Linked DNA regions of Drosophila melanogaster: all the other regions are linked to region 2. A link is a contact called in public Hi-C data. All regions are on one chromosome and are shown on one strand. The core of a region is the stretch at or near the end of the contact, and the rest is flanking DNA. Distances in the headings are between cores, read along the strand shown. Region 1 overlaps Sema1a (Semaphorin 1a). Region 2 holds the start of raw (raw,). Region 3 holds the start of SoxN (SoxNeuro).

Region 1 (3,844 bases), core at 1,333-3,832, 130 kb before region 2:
AATCAATTGAGCAACTGAGCTGGAAATAATGCGCAAGAAATCGGTTTACCAAATTAGCCAACTGAGCATTAGACATGGAATTGAGGTGAGGTCTCTCTACCTCAGCCATTGATATGAGTTATTGATTCGCTAACATTCGGATTGCTTAAGAAATTTTCGTGGCTTAAAACTCATGCGGAAACCATGCCATTTCCTAATAAAGTGATATAAATCAGCTCTAAGGGGTTCGTGAAGTAATTCAAACATGACCTAAATCTAATGCATTTAAATCGTCTAACTTATATCGTATTAATTTTAATGGAAGATTTTGTATGCCTATTGTCATAAAGTTAAGAAAAAGTGAATTTTTTGGGTACAAAATAAATGAAGACAACATTTTGTTACTGGTCAACGTGTATCATGACCATTGCAATTTAAAGGTCATTCAAATAGGCAGAAAAATTCGTAAGCTGCATTTTTCGGTACGTAGTTCTCACCGACAAATCTGGAATTATTTTGTGAATTTTTCCGACTTTCATTGTGTATCACGTGCGATTAGAAGAGGCTGCGTGTGTGTGTGTGTGTGTGTCATCGGCAGTGGCAGCCGTCAAATCGATCGATACGTATTACAATACCAGCGCCAGCTGGGGATGGACCTGTGGTGCTGATGTCGGCGGTGGTGGTGGTGGTGATGGTGATGATGATGGTGGTGGTGGTGGATGCGGTGGCTCGGCCCCAGATCCCTTAACTTAACTACCCCGTATGGTGAGGTCCTTTGTGCTGGCTTTGCTTCCACTTCAATCATAACTGTGTTCAATTGTTGTTTTTATTACCACATTTTCCTTCACCTTTCCGGGCGAGAAACAAAGGCAGCGAGAGCGGTAGCAAATTGGTTGGCTCTACTTCCTCCTGCCGTCGTTATCCTTTGCAGTATATATATATATTTTTTTGTTATGTTTGTGCTTCTTTTACGGTTTCAGTCGAGCAACCTTTACATGCTTATCTTGCGGCCTGTGTCTGTTTCCTACCCCGATTACTCCCCCTCGTCGTCCTTGCCGCGATTTTCCGCATGAACGGCGGTCATGTGTGTGTGTGTGTGTGTGCATCTGTGTGCGAGGACCTTCTGCCCACAGTTTGCAACAATTGCGCATAATATAAATTAATAATGCAACAATTGCATTTTGTTATGCTTCCATCTCCACGCTGTTGTGCCACTGCTGATTTCATTAAATATTTTTGTTGCCCTACCCACTCGTCCTTATCAGTAGCCAGAAGAGAACAGGATGTCAAGAGGTACACTGAACAAAAATTAAGTGAAATGAAAAATGAATATATCTAAATATATATATCTATATCTATCTATCTATAGGCTAACCTTACCGTTTCTAAGGACATAAGCTCTTGTGATGTTTGGAATGTGACCTTAAAGCTTTTAATTTGCAATTTGTTATGCGTTTTTCATTCAGTATAGGCGCTTTTCATTGCTTTTGTCCCTCTCACTTTTACGAGGCTGCTGTAGACATGGGCATAACCATTAAGTGTGATCTGCAGGACCTGCCGCGTTGAATGCATTTGGCATACTAACCGAAACCAACCAACCAACCAGCAACTCCTGGCTCCTTTACGACCCCGTTAAGGTCGAAACGAGTTTTCCTTTTCTTTTGCCTGCTTCGTTTTGTATTGTTTGTTCTATCAAATGTCGAACAAGATACGTGTTGGGCTTTTTAATGACAATGGGTGGGTGTGGCAATCGAGATTTGCTGTCAGACATAACTAATTACGGGAGTGCAGAGATTATTGTAGTTTTCGACTTGCGAACTACAACTAATGATGCTATGCTGCTTTTATATGAGTCATAAACAAATTTATGTTTGATGCGTGAGCTTAAGTTTGAACAAAATCTCAGATACACAAAATGTGCTAATGGGAAAGTCAGCCAGTTAGCAATGCAGAGAGTTCGCTGACATACTTAGCAATCGATGGGGTTTACTCTTAAAATTCCTCCACACACTTAAGCGAATTTCCAACTCTACTATTTCAATTAGCATTTCTCTCTAATTAGAAGCAAGCTATCCCCAGGGCAGAATATCGATTCCGGCCTATCAAAATGCCATTGACTAAGCAGAAACTGCAATGGCCACGCCATCGAAGGCTCATTATCAGAAAATATCAATATTAATTAGTGTGTATTACGTGACAACTTTCGCCCAGTCCTGGACACCAAACTAACTTGGCCACCAGTTCGGGGAGATCCTGCACAAAGCCTGGTCATAATTGTTTTCCGACCTTACCATGGGAATGGACCGAGGCTGGGGAATCGGAAAATCAAGCAACTCGTCCTGGATGGGATGGTAGGATGGATGGATTAACAAAGCGATTCGCAACGACATTAACATTTTCATCAGACCTCGGGCTCAATTTCAGTACCATACCCAACGAGTTGACGTCGTAATCCATCATCGATGCCATTTAGTGAGTTGGGGGGGTGGGAGGCGATGAAGCTTTGAATTTTTATGATTATTATGTATTTGTGCGTTGCGAGGGTCTACCGCGGGGCAGAACCTGCAATAGATGGCTTACTATCAGCGATTCCGCTGACTTAACCATTTATCGCAACTCATGGCGCACGTTTCTCATTAGTCTGGCTTCCACCACCATCGACACACATCCGGCTCCATTGTTGTCCGCGTTCTTGAACAGTGGGGATTACTTGTGAAAAGGGTTAAATTCTGGGATCAGACCTTTATATGACTATATACTTTTGTTTTGCTAAAGTAAAATCGGATAGAAAAAAGCTGGCACGCTCTAAGTTATTGATTTCTGATCTAGAACGCATAACACATACCACATCATATTAAATGAAATTCTAAGAGTAGAAGGAGCTTATTTGAGCACGTTACGGAGTCAGCAATCCTAAAAATGAAAGGGGATCCTATAGGGTTTTCGAAAACCAATCATTTATGAAAAGTTTTCAATCTTGGGTTATCTGATATATGTATTTCTTTGAGAATCATTAGTTGTGCCCCCTATCGACTTTTTCGTACCCATTGTGCTTGCGCTCCATTCGGTGGGTGGCAAAGTGGCAATAATGATGACTGACTTCTACAAAGACACCTCCTTCCATTTGCCTCCTGCCGGCGGACTGTGAACACGTTTAATCCGCTTGCCACAGATTTCTATCACTGTCATGGCTGTTTGTTGTAGCCAGTGCCCCCTGTTAATGTCGCCGGCATTCGAGCCAAGCCCGGCTGCTTGTCACAGTCTGCTATTGTCAGCGAACATCGATACCGCCGGCTGTGGCTTCGTCCTGCGGATGAAAACGGAGCTGTTTTTATTTTGTATTTCCCGCTCCTATCCCGGATCCTTTGGGTTAACATCGACGCCAGTGTCGGATCTGTGCGCGGACTTGCCTCTTTTTTTTTTAATGATACACAATTAGTGGGATGATAAATGGTCTGTCAAATGCAGCATCATCAGGAAGAAGCTGAGCAGAAGCCAGTCAACCCTGGTCATCCTGTACACTGCTGCAAAAAATGCAATTCAAATTTAAAATCTAAAGAAACATAAAATAATGAATGAGTTATTTCTTATCCTGTAAATATTGATAATGACTTGGAGTTATTAAACATTAGTGACATCGTTTTCCATTAAACTAAATGATAGTAAGAGATTTTCCCAGTGTATTTTCACTTCGCTTCTTAATAACAGTACTGAAGTTGGCCTGCGCCTTTGTTGTAGTTTTCCCATTGATATTAGTAGCTTTCTTTGTAGCGCCAAGTGAAACGTATCGGACAGATAGAAAAGAATAACAAAAAAAGATATATATATATATATACATATATTTGTTGGAAAGGGAATAAAAATA
Region 2 (3,860 bases), core at 1,329-3,828:
CTTAAATGGAAATAATTGACTTAAACAATGTGTTCGATTAGTCAGTCAATTGCTGTCCCACTTTTCAGACAGATTTTCCCATCCTCTAACCAAAGAAAATCTAGAACTCACCTCACCCACGAATTTTTGTTGTTTGATTGGCAACCGATTGTCGGTTGATTGACAAACTGTTTGAATGTGTGCGAGGAGGGGCAGTGACTTTACGATGACATGGCTAACGACTATTGTATACCCTTGAAACGTAACCTTCTTGCTTCTTAAGCTAATACTATTTAATAATAGCAATTGATTTAGAGAGCATTTTACCTTCGGCTTCAGTTTGAGGAAATTTTATTTATGTTTCTGCCAGCTGATAAGCGGCTGTCGATTGTTTTTTAGGCGCTAACATACGGACAACAATTCAATCAAGTATCCATCACAAACACACGCATTGACAGCCGTGCCCAGATAAGCAAATGGTTGGATAACAAAGGCCTACACAGATAATACCAATCGCAAACACAGGGAAGCATTCGGGTTTGTTTGTATGCGTGAATATTTGCTATAAAGTCGAAAGAAAAAAAGTTTATCGCACGCAAACAAAAACGACCTTCGGTAATGATGCCTTTGTATTTACCTAGCCATATTAATGTCGCGTCGGTTTCTTATTGCCAATTTGCCATTTTAAGGTACAAGTATATTTTCGAAAGCATACACGTTAAGATTCCGTTCTTCTCTTCCTGGGTTTTTATGTGCAACTGCTGCTGCATGATTGTAAATATTTTGGGATTTCATTTTATTTTTCCCTGGCACGCTTATTCATTTCCCGCCTGTTTACATTTTAATTGCTCGGTCAGCACTGGCGTTAAAATTTTTAAATCAAGAAGATCACAAAAGCGTTTTCCCTCGCATTCTCAACATTTGTATCTCTCTTTTTTTCGGTCAGCAAAGTACACCGCATATAGAGTGCCCTACAAAATCTGAGTACTAGTTAAATATTTATTCCAGTGAAATAGACTGATAAAAGGCCAAACAATTAATCTTAATACGCAGAAGTACCGTTCAAGATTGTGGAAAATTTCGAAAATTTTATACGGTGCTCTTAAAACATTCTGAAACAAACTGAAACAAGCGACCTAAAACTTATTTTTAAGTGTATTTATGTTTATAAGCCAAAATAAAATCCTACAAGTTTAAAACATTTTTATTGCTTAGATAATTTATTTACCAAAAAGTTATCACGAATGCAAATATACCTGTGCTGCAGTTACTGCTTCTCCGTAATTGCTTTCTGTTTTGTATAACAACAATAATATTTATTTCATAATATTTACTTTATTTTCCAAACAGTGCATTGTTATTTGGCCGGTAATGTTTACTAATTTGCGTGCTGTTGTCATTGCAAAAAATGTACCAACATGTTACATCTTTGTGCACTTTTGTTTCCGGCTTTGTGACAATTGAGTGCATAAACTTAATTACTGTCAAGATGTCACAACAGCAAGGCAATTGGATGATCGAGTGATATACTATTTGTTTTCAGAGATATAAGGAAACACTATGAAGACTCATTTCATGCTTTATGTGTTCGGGAAATAAAGTTCTTGAACATTTCATGTATACAACACTATTAATTATAGTATTCTCAATTATTCTCTTTTGATTTGTACGTTGTTTACTGCTGGCAGTTTTTTTTTTAAATTTCTTTAAAAATTACGTTTTTTTTTTACCATTCACAACTTTGGCCTCCAACTTAGTGTTTACTCCTTTTCTTGAAAAATGAGGCTAAGAAAGCCTGGGAAAATTACCTACACATCAACAAAGTGTAAACAATGATTTTTGTGAAAATAGACCAAGTTTTTTAACTCGCACACAAAAGCACGGAAATTGGCGAAAGAAACGAATTCAACTAACGGACGAAAAAGCTTAGGTCATTGACCAAAAAAAGAAATAACATTGCAAAGAGCGCTAGACTGCTCAGCTCTCTCTTACTATTTCTCTTTATAGTTCGAACACGTTTTCCAAGTAAAAATCCAACGACGCCACTTTTACCTGCGTTTGTGTGTGTGTGTGCATAGGTGAGTGAGCTCCCCACTCACCTATGCACACACACACGCGAGCGGTACAAAACCATTCTGTTATTTTCCTTGTTTACAAAAGCAACAAAACCAAATTGTTGTTATTGCTTTTGTATTGCTACCAAAGAGGCGCGCTTACGTCATTCATAATATTAAAGCGCAAAGAGAGAGTCTAGAACTACAACAACAGCAATAAGAGCACGAAAGCAATCTGGCACATGCTGTTTTTGTTGGGACTGAAATTACCTGAGGAATAATTTAACCATTTTGTGCATTTTGCGCTCTCTTCTCGACTATTTTGTTTAATCAATTCTTTACGGCAGCTCCATTGTTTTCAGACCGCACTCTCATTTGCGTGGAGCCGATTCACTTGGCACGTTTTAGAAAAAAACAAAACATCCTTTGGTTTATTACTCAGCAAGCATTTGGTTCACTGTTGTCACATTTTAAACAATTAGTTTATTGTATTTGCATTAGGAAACTGTTGGGTTCTCTTTAGATTTCTAAATTCGTCTCTGGTGTGACCAGCTGGTGGAACGGCGAAAATACTATCGAGTATTTGGTAACACTAATGCTTGTACAGAATGTTAACATTTGTGAGTGAATTTTGTAAGTTGGTTAACACCACGTAAAAACTGTGAAACTTATTTAATTAATATATATTATATATTAAAGCATGCTGTCTTTGCAGCAGTGCTGATATCTTTTATAAAAAAACAACTTAAGATGAAAAAGAGGTAAAATATATTGTAAGAGTTCACATTTTCGGTACCTGATTGTTTCCATATACACTTGGGTAAATAAGTACAAAATTCATTTGTCGAGAAAAAGTTACATTGGCACCATTGTATAACAGTTCAAAGTTAATGATGTTTGATGCTGCCAATGTAAATTCTTCAGATAACGAGCCTTGCCATCTTAATAGATTAGGAATACAAGCGTTGCCACCAAAATTTTAACGAACGTATACTCAGTTGTATTCGATGGTTGTTGTCTTGGGTGCATGTAAAAATTAGCAGAAGAGCACTTTTTTGTGTTAAAATTAACATTTCAATAACATTGTAAAATTCTGTTAGGTAACAGTATCACAAATTTAAATCTATGTTATATTTGCTCTGATCTAACTTTTGCAAATTATTCAAGATTATTTTAAAATCCTGACATCGTGGGTATATCTGCATTATTATTAATGAAATGTTGTATTAACAAAATACGGAATGTGGAAATTAGAAAATTTTTTCTTTAAGATAATAGAAAAATTAGTAAAATCTTAATGTTCCCTTTTTAAATGAAAAATGTCTTTTCGAATAGTTCTTATTTACTAAATGTATATAATTTTGATTTGGAAGTGCCACTTCCAAGTGATATCAAGAATTAAGTGCTTGTGGCTAGTCATATCTGAGAAAGTGCATGAAGACTTGTAATACTTTGCCGCCTCTGCTGATTTAAGTATATTTTTAAAAGACAATTAAATGATTTGCCTGCAAGTGTTGCAGTAATGAATGGACCCAGAAGTGTTTGCTTCTTAATTGGCAATTTCCTAATGGCGAAATGCGTTTTGCACCTACTTTAAATGCCACCTTGGCGTATTGTTTTGGCTTAATTTAAATTACCTGTTTGAGTAATGAACAGTCTCAGCCACGGGCTGCAACAATAATAACGCGACTCTCAACTCATTATGCATTGTTTATTGCCACTCAAAGTAGCATTTTCACCCTCTTTCCAGCATTTTCCGAGCACTGCAGCATTACTCTTAATGCATGTGCAACAATAGGAAACTCCACTTCCACTTTTCTTCGCCCA
Region 3 (3,446 bases), core at 598-3,097, 85 kb after region 2:
GGCCAAGTACATTGATAATGAACCGAACAGAATTGTATTTCTTTTTCTGCATTTTGTATTTGAAATTACACAATAGCCCCCATAGAATCAACAACGACTTTGACTTATTCCTTTTCTTTGGCCAACTTTTTGCGGTTAAGATTTGCGTTCTTGTTGTTTTTGATGTTATGATGTTGCGTTGTTGTAGGTCAGTTACTGGGGCAGGTTTTGCATTGTTTGCCGGTCTTGCCTTTATTATTGTGCCCGCTTGCCCCAGTGTTTTCGCTCCATTGTCAAATGTTTAGCAATTGGCCATAAATTCATTAAGCCGACGAGCCCACATATCGGCTTTGTTTGCATTATACATTTTTAATGGGTTAGTAGCTCGATTCAAGTGTTTGATGACTTTGCAGGAAATTTGGAGACGATGCTTAAGGAGTTGTACAAAAGAAATTTTGATTGTGCTTTAAAGGGAGAAAATGTATATATATTATTTATCGAGGAAATGCAGTTTTTCATATAATTTGTATTTTATTTATTCAAGAACAAAAATGGTCTTCTATATTATTCGTAGTTTACGGATGCAAAAGTATGTTTTATTTTAGCCACAATGGTATTTTTTTTATTTAACACACAATTTATAATTAATATAACTTTTAGAAAAGCCCATAAATCTTGGTTTTGCTCTTCGAGTGTGCAAAAAATCTTCAATTAATCGACTTCCACCTGCACTGCAAGTTGGTGAGTAGTTCTCACCAGCTGAGAACTGCAATCCAATCACTTTGCACTGCTAAAAGTCGCACAAAAAAAAAGAGCCCAACATTTACTCATGGGCAACCCAAAAAACGGAATACCAGAGTCAGCTGAGGAAAAACGCATTCATCGCGGGGTGGTAAATTAAAGGGGGGTGTCGTGGTGGGGCAGATGGTGCCCTAAGACAATGCCGTAGGACGGGCTGGCTCATGTGGCGGATACGTGATACGTGTAAGCCAAACCGCATCAAAGTTCTGAGATACAACTGCCGACTACCGCGAGAGCAGGATACATTTGCAGCTGCACTTGCTTAATAAATTTTTCCATCTGCCGACTGCCTGCCTACACAATTATTCGTGAGCTACCTTGGCAAACCCATTAGGTTAATAAGAAGCGCAGCGTAAGACGCAGAGTGACTATACATACATATATATATATATATATCTATATTATATATCTTTTTGTATGTACATATAGCAGGGCCAAAAAAAAAAATAAAAAAGGAAACCAGGAAAAACTATGCGCGTGAGACGCGCTCTAACGGCGAAAACGCCGCAAACACTAAGGCCCCTGGGTCCCTGGATCCCTGGACTGGGTTGAGAGTACCCATGGCCCGCTCCAGCTCCCCCCGTCCATAGCGTTTCGGCCATGTTTAAAGCTCGAAATTTATACGAGAAATTCCTTCAGAGTCTCTTTCGGCAGCGGAAAAGCGGCAACAGCGCTTGCCATAAACGCAGAGACGACATTTTTATGGCAGCGTTGAGCGCAACGCGGATCGATATAGTGACGGAACGAGATAAAGATACATTCGTACCGCTCTCACCGTCCTCTGATTGGCGGAGCAGTGTGCGCAAAATCCAACCCAGCCAGCGCTCACCGCACACAGATGCACACATGCACAGCAGCGAGTTTATTTGATTTATTAGCAGGCCAGCCACTCGTATATTCATCTCGCTCCCGCACAGGCGACGGGCAATGGAAATGCCGACGCACACTTGGACAGCAGCGACGCACACACAGCTACTCGCGACTCAAGACCAGTTTTTCCAGCCACCCTGTCTGGCGGACCGCACCGCATTTACCGCCTCCTCGAGCGGCCAGCGGCAGACGGTCTCTCATTCGACTCTCGCATTCGCCGTCGTCAGCACACGCGCACGCAACGTACCGCACGGCAGTCGCAGCACGCCATCAGCAGCAACATCACGCAGCAACATCAACTCGGTTGTTCGCTGTCTCGAATTCGGTTTCGTGTCGTATCGTATCCGTATCGTTTCGCATCGCATCGCATCGGTGGTTCTGGTTCGTGCCTCGTCATCAGCTAGCCAAAAAGCGGTGATACGAAAGAAAGAAAAAAAAGTCATCATACAGCCAGGGAAAAAGCAGCGTAGAACGCACCTCGAACAGGTTTCGCCGTCGTCCGGAGAAACAGAAAGGTGCTCAATTCCGCCCAGTGTGGAGGTATTTTTTCGGTGTTCCCGCTTCTCGCATACGAAAAAAAAAAACAACAACCAAACCAAACCAAATATATTTACAACAAAATCTAATACAAACAACAACAATATTCTGAGGCAATTTCGCGTCGGGTTTTAGCAACAATTTTCAAGTGTTTTACGCCGCCTCTTGTTTGTTTGCTAGCAAACAACATATATGTATATCTGATATTTGTGACTGTGGAAAAAACGCAATTCAAGCTGTTTAGCTACAAATCCAAAGATAGCCGAGCGCCACATTTTTGATACGCGTAAAGATACGAAAAACTACGAAATAAAAACTGCAGCGAAAATCAAAATCTCAAAAATCACAAGTGCAACATGGTTTCCCAAAAAATGTTCAAAATGTCTAACTAAGCAAAGAGTAAACTAAAGCTAAAGAGTAACTGCATCTTAGAGGCGAGTATCCACGGAGAACCAACTTTGAGTCAAATCAGCTTTATCGCACCGAAAACTGGAAGTAATCCCCGCAAGATGCTGACCATGGAATCGGATATGAAAGGCAGCCTGCTGCATGCCACCATGCCGCCGCATCACACAAGTGCCGCGTTGCACGGACATGCGGCATCGCCGTACTCCGCCCTAGCTCCCCTTATGAACCTGGGCCAGTCGCACCTGACCCACTCGCAGCTGAGCCATCACAACCACCATCATCACCACATGAGCGCCCATATCGCGGCCAGCCAGAGTCCCAATCCGCTGAGCTCGCTGCAGTCCTCGATGGCGAACACCCTCAATGGCAGCCAGGTGGGGCAGCAGCAGCAGCAACAGCAGCAGCAGCAGAGCTCCCCGCTGCACAGCTCCAGCGAATTGAGTCCCACCCAGAGCAGCATCGGAAGCCATCACATGACATCGCCGGTCAGCCACCAGCAGCACACGCAACAGCAGCAGCACGGGCAGCAGCAGCATCTGGGCGCGGGATCTGCATTGAGCAGCCTAACTGGAGGATCCAGCAACAACAACAACAACAGCGCCACGGCCAACAAGAACCAACAGCACGCGGATCGTGTGAAGCGGCCTATGAATGCGTTCATGGTTTGGTCACGGGGCCAGCGGAGGAAGATGGCCTCGGACAACCCCAAGATGCACAACTCGGAGATCTCGAAGCGACTGGGCGCCCAGTGGAAGGACCTCTCGGAATCGGAGAAGCGACCGTTCATCGACGAGGCCAAGCGCCTGAGGGCGGTGCACATGAAGGAGCATCCGGACTACAAGTACCGGCCG

What was found. A called contact is a pair of places that touch in the nucleus more often than the background predicts.
Region 1: a Hi-C map of the Kc167 cell line shows a contact between it and region 2, with 2.6 times the contacts expected there. A contact is called at or near these places in 6 of 107 Hi-C or Micro-C datasets (the Clone 8 cell line, the Kc167 cell line, the S2 cell line and 1 more) and 1 of 7 datasets of targeted methods (the Kc167 cell line).
Region 3: a Hi-C map of the Kc167 cell line shows a contact between it and region 2, with 1.9 times the contacts expected there. A contact is called at or near these places in 29 of 107 Hi-C or Micro-C datasets (the Clone 8 cell line, the Kc167 cell line, the PNm cell line and 15 more) and 1 of 7 datasets of targeted methods (the Kc167 cell line).

The regions. Positions count from the first base shown.
Region 1 is chr2L:8,611,584-8,615,427 of dm6, forward strand. All of the region lies in intron 3 of Sema1a (Semaphorin 1a), which reads left to right. Among named protein-coding and RNA genes, the nearest start is that of tRNA:Asp-GTC-1-6, 6.5 kb to the right of the region's middle.
Region 2 is chr2L:8,738,082-8,741,941 of dm6, forward strand. raw (raw,) reads right to left here and starts at 2,579. Exons shown (of 9, transcript NM_080050.3): 1 at 2,304-2,579. The coding sequence starts at 2,332.
Region 3 is chr2L:8,823,798-8,827,243 of dm6, forward strand. SoxN (SoxNeuro) reads left to right here and starts at 1,848. Exons shown (of 1, transcript NM_079996.3): 1 at 1,848-3,446. The coding sequence starts at 2,697.